Linked DNA regions of Zea mays: region 1 is linked to region 2. Evidence: chromatin contacts called from public Hi-C data. All regions are on one chromosome and are shown on one strand. The core of a region is the stretch at or near the end of the contact, and the rest is flanking DNA. Distances in the headings are between cores, read along the strand shown.

Region 1 (3,483 bases), core at 936-3,435, 470 kb before region 2:
TTCCAAAGGCTTCATGTCCTAGGTCTAACCTTATCGTCCTGACGATCTATCCAACATTGGTTTCTAAGCAAGTTTTACTTTTGAAAAGTTGGTATTCATGACTTATTGACTTCTCTGTAATGGTATTCGCTCCGATACCAGCTCTGGCGCAACCACCCGAATTATTCCAACTTAAGTTCCCGAGTCACGCCTTGAAGGCAGGAACACACTTAAATCGGAATAACCCGTTAGTCCCTCGGATCTAGTCTGATAAAGCCACTTACCAAGGATCGAATACCACTAGCTCACTCGAAGGTGAGGCACAGAGAATACAATAAAGCATAATACCACAAATTTAAGAAGTATCAGTAGTGATTACATTATCGGAGTTTCAAAAGCAGTAACAACAGTTTTTAGTGCAGCGGAAATAATTAATGGAGAAAACCGAATAACATGGCGAAGCCTGACCACTCTACTGTAACACCTAAAAATTTTGTCTTAAGAATTTAGTAAAACTTTCCAAAATTTTTGAGTAAATCCTCTAGAAAAGAATTTTCTCCTTAACAAAATAAACATGTTTTCTAATAAAGGACATCTATATGAATTAGGTTCTCTCTTTTATTTGAGCTATAAAATTTAGATAAAGCATCTTTTAGTAAAGGTTGTACACTAGAAATTTGCTCCTCTTAAAAGCAACTATTTTTGTGTATGTGAATTTGCATATTTAAAAAAACATGATACTTAAATGAGATAATAATAAATATTTATACACTTGGCATCATGTTGGAGTTTATTTGATTGTGCATTTAAAAATAATGATAATAGGAATATACAAATGGTCAAATAGGCATTTAAACCTAAATTTGGAAATTAAGATGTGGAGAAAGGAAGAAAAGAAATATTATAAAATTCATAAAAAACGTAAACTCTATCCATACTTGTAAGATTAAAGTCTACCTTTAGTTTAAGTACAAAATTCATATTCATAGTTGAATTCAAATTCGAAACCTAAATATGAAAATGAGAGAAATAGAAAATAGAAAATAGAAATGGAAATATAAAAGAAAAAGAAGAAAAACCCGCTGTTGGGCCGCACCCTCACAATTCGGCCCACTTCTCCCATCTCCTCGCGCAGCCAGCCCAACTCATCTTAGGGCGCGGCAGCAGCGCGCATCACCCTGGCCACCACTCGCTGACGGTGCGGGCCCCGCATGTCATCTCTCTTTCCCCTCCGTAATAACCCGAGAATAGAAAAATTCGTGGGGTCCGAGCTTCTAGCCATGAAATCGGATCCTAGCAACAAACTTTTGCGGGAATTCAACTATTCCCTTCGGCTGGCTGGACCTCCCGGTCATGGTGCTTAAATGCAGAACTAGACTTTCCTTTTCATTTTTTTCTGCCATCTCGAGCCGCCACCTCCGTGCTCGATTCTTCTGCCTCGTGCTCGTCGTTCCGTGCTTCTTCCCTACCTAGTCCTACATCACCTCCCCATCCGCCTTTGGCTCGCAACCGGCGGCCCTCACCATTAATGGACTCCCACTCCCCCCTTGGCGGTACAGCCGGAAGCTGCTGAAACGGCACGGTACACATACAGCCTGAGGCTGCGGTGGCGGCCGGATGTGGAGGAGTACTTCATCATGGCGTACAGCCGCTCGGGTGGTGCTTATGTCCGCATCGAGGGGGTGATGTGTGGCTGGACGGTGGGGAATTGCTCGCTGTAGCCGTGCGAATCTGCAACGCCGCCATTGATTGTAGCCATCGTCGCCTCCCAACCTCCGTTGTGCGGTTCCAGGCATTCTACAGGGTTGGTAGATCGTGTACACGGGCCTAATCCAGCGCTGAGGCCTGCGGTGCGGCGGAATTTCTCATCGGTTCTTCATCCAGGCAGTCGGGCCGTGGGTCACCGTGGGCAGTGCTGCTGTCGCCACCGAGAACGGTATGATGCACTCCATTACATTCCCCATACTCTCTGCTTTGTTATGCAAGCATCAGAATCATGTTGTAGGCAGAAATCGGAGATTAAGCTAGTGGCCCGTTAATGCCGCGCCGCCGTGGGTGGAATGCCGCCGCCGGTCGGTCGTCACCTGAGTGGGAATCGGCTCCTGGCCGTTCGATTTTGTTGTGCGGTCAGGATTAGGACGGTGTAACGGTTCGCGTTAGGTTGATCTTGGCCGTCGAGATCGAAACGGATGGCCGGATCGGTTGTCCGTGTTTTCCCTCCCACACAATAGATCAGGGTCGTTGATCCTGCCGCGGGTGGCTGTGATGGCATAGGAATATTCCCGTTTGGCAATCTAATCTGGCGCGTTGAGTGGAGATCGGACGACTGTGGGTTGCCGATACCCCTTCGTCGTGCTCTTCTTTCAAAAGAGACCCTGAGAAAGTGACAAAACAACCTGGAGTCCTAGCGACTGGGGATCTGAGTCTTAGGAATGTTTCTGTTTTAGTCCTTGGACTTTTTGTTAATATTGCGCGCAGACCAGATCTGTAAGGAAATTGAGAAATCCATTTAAAAAGTGATTTTCAATATAAAACTAATTGCAGAAACTTGTTTAAATCATAGAAAATCTATTCTAGCTCCTTTTTAGTCCATTCGAGTTTCTATAATTTTGTAATATTATGGTTTATCATCTAGTACCACTGTTTTCACATGAAAGTCATATTAAAATTTATATCCCATTTAATATTGTACAAAACACATAAAATCATTAGAAATTCATAACTTAAAATCTATGATTCCGATTTGATCCGGTCAAGTTGCGTTAGTCTCGTACGAATATTTACTATGCAATAACAACATTTATTATACCATGTCTCATTATTTTATGATTAAATCTTTACTTAACTTATGTTGGTTATTCTTGTTAATGTGCTCATCATTATCTACTAAACTGTGATCTATAGTCAATTTATAATTTAGATTAAAGTTGAATTAATTACTATTTTTGGTTATCTTTTCTCTGGTATTATAAAATAACACCTAGTTTTAATCATTTAATCACATCATAACTTGATGACCCCCGACTTCGATCTTAGTAGTTCTCGATCCCACGACCTCGTAACTTCGCGTAGATCATTATTATGAAGTTTGTTCTTATGCATGGTGTGATGTTAATTTTGTCTATACCATGTCTGTTTGTATTGCTACGATTAGCAGTGAGGTCACGAGGATCTGAAGAATCACCTTGGTTACTGGAATCTCAAGTGCCAAGCAAGTTGTGCCCTTGATCCACTTTTATTACCCAATAATATTCTTTATTATCACTATTCATGCATAAGTTTTGTTGGGGACTTGTTCTCAAATGCTATGAGTTAAGAACAAGGCAACACAAAAATGTTAATGGTTAAAGACCTTCGTCCTTCAAAGCATTATCTCCCTTAGGATACAATGATCTTTAGACGAAGGTTATGAAGGACATACCTTCATTATATCAGTATATAATAATGAAAGTAGAAGTATATGAAACATGGAAAACAACATGAACAATCATATTGAATTGTAAC
Region 2 (3,196 bases), core at 9-2,508:
CGTCCGCTAGTTGTTGGTCTTCTCCACTTGCAGAGCGCGGCACCGAGTATGGATCTAGGACGAGAAGTAGACGAGCGATGATGATAAGAGTAGAATCCAATCCATCCAAGTGTGGACAAGGCCGTTCCTGACTTTTCAGGGGCCTAGTGTGAAATCCGATATGGATACCCCATCCACACACAAATATATATAATTATACAAATATTATCAAATATTTGACGTATAAAATTATTATGCACTGTTTTGAAGTTTATAAGATAACAAATGTAAAATATAGTAAAAAAACACTTACTTGTTATCTGATATCATTAATAATATCTTCTAACATTTTATGATACAAAGTCATCGTTTATATCATTGAGATCAATCTCATCCAACAATTTTTTTCGATATATAGAATCACCAAGCCATTTAACATCTCTTGAGTTATTGTTGGCCATAAATAGTTCACAAAAATATTTCAATTTTTAAAAGCTCCTCTCTGCCGATGCAATCATCATATGTATAGTAAATAGTACTATCTCTATATCAAAATAAAATTTGTTTTGCTTCTTTAGTGAATTCATCATCATCTAGTTGAATATAAACATAAAAATCAAGAGTTAAAACAAAATACTATTTTGAAACAGATAGAGTATTCGATAAGTAATTGAGACATTAACTTAATAATCTAAATGAGACTGGTCGATAGCGCAATCGGTCTTTACATATTTATGTCTAGAATAGATAGATTTAATAGAAAAAAGTGCTAGCTTCTATTGGCTAGGTGTCCCTCCGTTTTTTGGGGCCTGGTGCGGCCGCACCTTCCCCACCCCAGATACGGCGTTGAGCGTGGATCTATAAGATTCTCCAAGATGTGGCGTGATGCTTCGAGATGTTGTGGTGCTCAGTGATGTGCTAGGCGGGGTAGCGTGCGGATGACTGCGGGTGACGGCACTGAGGCAGGTGATGGTGGTGGGTGAGGGCGTTCACAGATTAAGCAGAGGCGAAGACGATCCAAGAAGTGGAGCCCTATCTCTATCAAACGTGGTGTAAGGAAACCTGTACGTAACCCTTCCAAACGGGCAGCTGGACGTGTTTTTTTATCGGTGGACCGCCCGTCCGGTTTCGGTGTTCCCAAAAGAAGCGCATAATTTGATCATGGATAGGTTCTCGTAACAAAATGTTTTTTTTCTGGATTCCGAAGGAAAAAGGACGAACAGAGAACCCGTGTTTTAACTTTTTTGTTTACACACCCGCCGTACAGTGATGTATGCTGTAGTACCACCATCCTTTCCTCTAGAGTTCAAAAATCTACTGATCTAGAGGCGGGCCGGCCTCCCATGCCGCCACCGCCGCCTCCAGGACCACCTCACCAGCGCCGTCGCCGCGGCGCTTCTTCGCAGCTTCGCCCTCTGGCCGTGGGATATGGTCCAGTCACGGCGGCGCAGCGGCAACTACCGTTGCCCGCGCCGCGCCGCACTGCCGGCGGCAGCGCTCCTGCTCTTCCTCCTCGCCGCCGTCGCGCTGCTCTACGTCTCCCCGCCGCCGCTCGCAGACCACCCCGTGCTCGCTTCCTCCCGCCGCCGCCGCTCGGCCCATACCTTGGTATCGCATCGCACTAGTAACCTAGCCGCCTCTGCTTTTTTTTTCCCTTCACATCTCTCGATCTAACCTATCTTGCTTTATGCTCTCGCTCGCTCAGCTGAACAGCTCCGGCGCCGGTAGCATGGAGGAGTTCGAGCGCCGCGAGATTTCCCGTGCTCCGGTAAGTATGCCCTTTTCCGGTTAGACCGAGTGCAGCAGATCTCACTAGCCTTTATCCTGTTTATATTAGTAAAGTTGTGAGTTCAACACTCTGGATTACCCTTTTGATTTGTAGGTAAATGAATTGGGTGCCACATCATGTGCCATTTTTCAGCAAATTAGACTGTGACAAGCTATTGGTTTTTCTTGTTATTTTGGTTCTAGACGAGTGAAATTCGCTTCCTCTAATACATGTTTGAGCTTAACTGGATTTTATTTATGTTGCCATAAAATTATTTCGATATGCATGCCCTTTATCTTCAGAGTTCCTGCATCATGATTTGGTTGCTTTCCTAAGGCATGTGAAATTTAATTTTATTTTTATAATTGATGAGTTTATTACAACTTTAAAATGTAGACGAATGGTTCGGCCGTCAGGGATGACCTTTGGGGTTCAAAGCTTGCTAGCAAATTTTATGGGTGCAGCAACTCAAGCAGCAGGTTTCTTGGTAGGCAAACTTTTTAAAATCCACTGTTGGTAGAAATTTGGTGAAACTGCATTGGACAATTTTATTTGTTCCACAGTTCTACAAGGCTACAAATGCTAGGTGTTTAGTTGTAATTAATGCTTTTGAGATTCGGGAAATAGTTTTGACTGCATCTTTTGTTAAATTTTACCTGAAGCAGTTTTTGTTTCAAAATTGTGTAGACTCAAATATTACTACCCAACCAGAGCGCTATTTGATGATTGTTACAAGTGGAGGCCTGAATCAACAGAGAACAGGGGTAAGTGTATTCTAATTGTTTGTTTCCCATAAATAATATGCACATGGATTGACAGGAGTGTAGGACAAAGCATGTGGTACAACCTTGTTATACATGTTTATGCACTACTTTATAGTTTCATTGTCCTCTATTACAGTAAACCCTTGAAACTCTTTGAGTTTGTACAAGAATCTGCTCCATATTCTAGGATTCTTTTCCGATATCTCCCTGGGTATCTAGACTCTGAAGTAATGCAGCAAATATATTGTCAAGTGGCTAAACTAATACTAGATTCATCTAATGCACAAAGAAGCTAATGTTTTGTATCTTTTTATGGTCTGCCAGCTTTCTTTTGTTCATAAAGTTTGGAAGGATGTTTTTTTTTCAGGCAACACATTACGCCAATATGAATATGTCATGGCCCATATCCATAAACAGAATTAACAGTGCAAACTTGGATCATATCCTTTTATGGATTATGTACTCTTTAACTTAGAACGTACTCCTTCCTATCCCAAATATAACTCCATCTAGCCTTGTCCCAACACCAAATATAAATCAATGGTAACTTCAGTGCATCTGTTTGCTTCATTCTTTCATGTCTACCCCTTATTAAATGAACACTAATCAATGCAGTACACTTACCACTCATCTTAACTCTAGCAATGATTGATGAACAATGTAGTCATTGTAATTCACCTTAATT

What was found. A called contact is a pair of places that touch in the nucleus more often than the background predicts.
Region 1: a contact with region 2 is called in a Hi-C map of tassel, with 2.9 times the contacts expected there. The contact joins the enhancer-like site here to the promoter of LOC100281703 in region 2. A contact is called at or near these places in 3 of 25 Hi-C or Micro-C datasets (ear, endosperm and tassel).

What each region holds. Positions count from the first base shown.
Region 1 is chr4:92,521,268-92,524,750 of Zm-B73-REFERENCE-NAM-5.0, reverse strand. No RefSeq gene overlaps it. Among protein-coding and RNA genes, the nearest start is that of LOC118476927, 83 kb to the right of the region's middle. Within about 2 kb of position 2,185, at least 19 of the 20 cell types and tissues checked have an H3K27ac peak or open chromatin away from gene starts, as enhancers often do. A contact at or near this core is called in ear, endosperm and tassel, where this site is marked.
Region 2 is chr4:92,046,874-92,050,069 of Zm-B73-REFERENCE-NAM-5.0, reverse strand. LOC100281703 reads left to right here and starts at 1,258. Exons shown (of 9, transcript NM_001154623.2): 1 at 1,258-1,587; 2 at 1,685-1,747; 3 at 2,144-2,234; 4 at 2,435-2,511. The coding sequence starts at 1,408.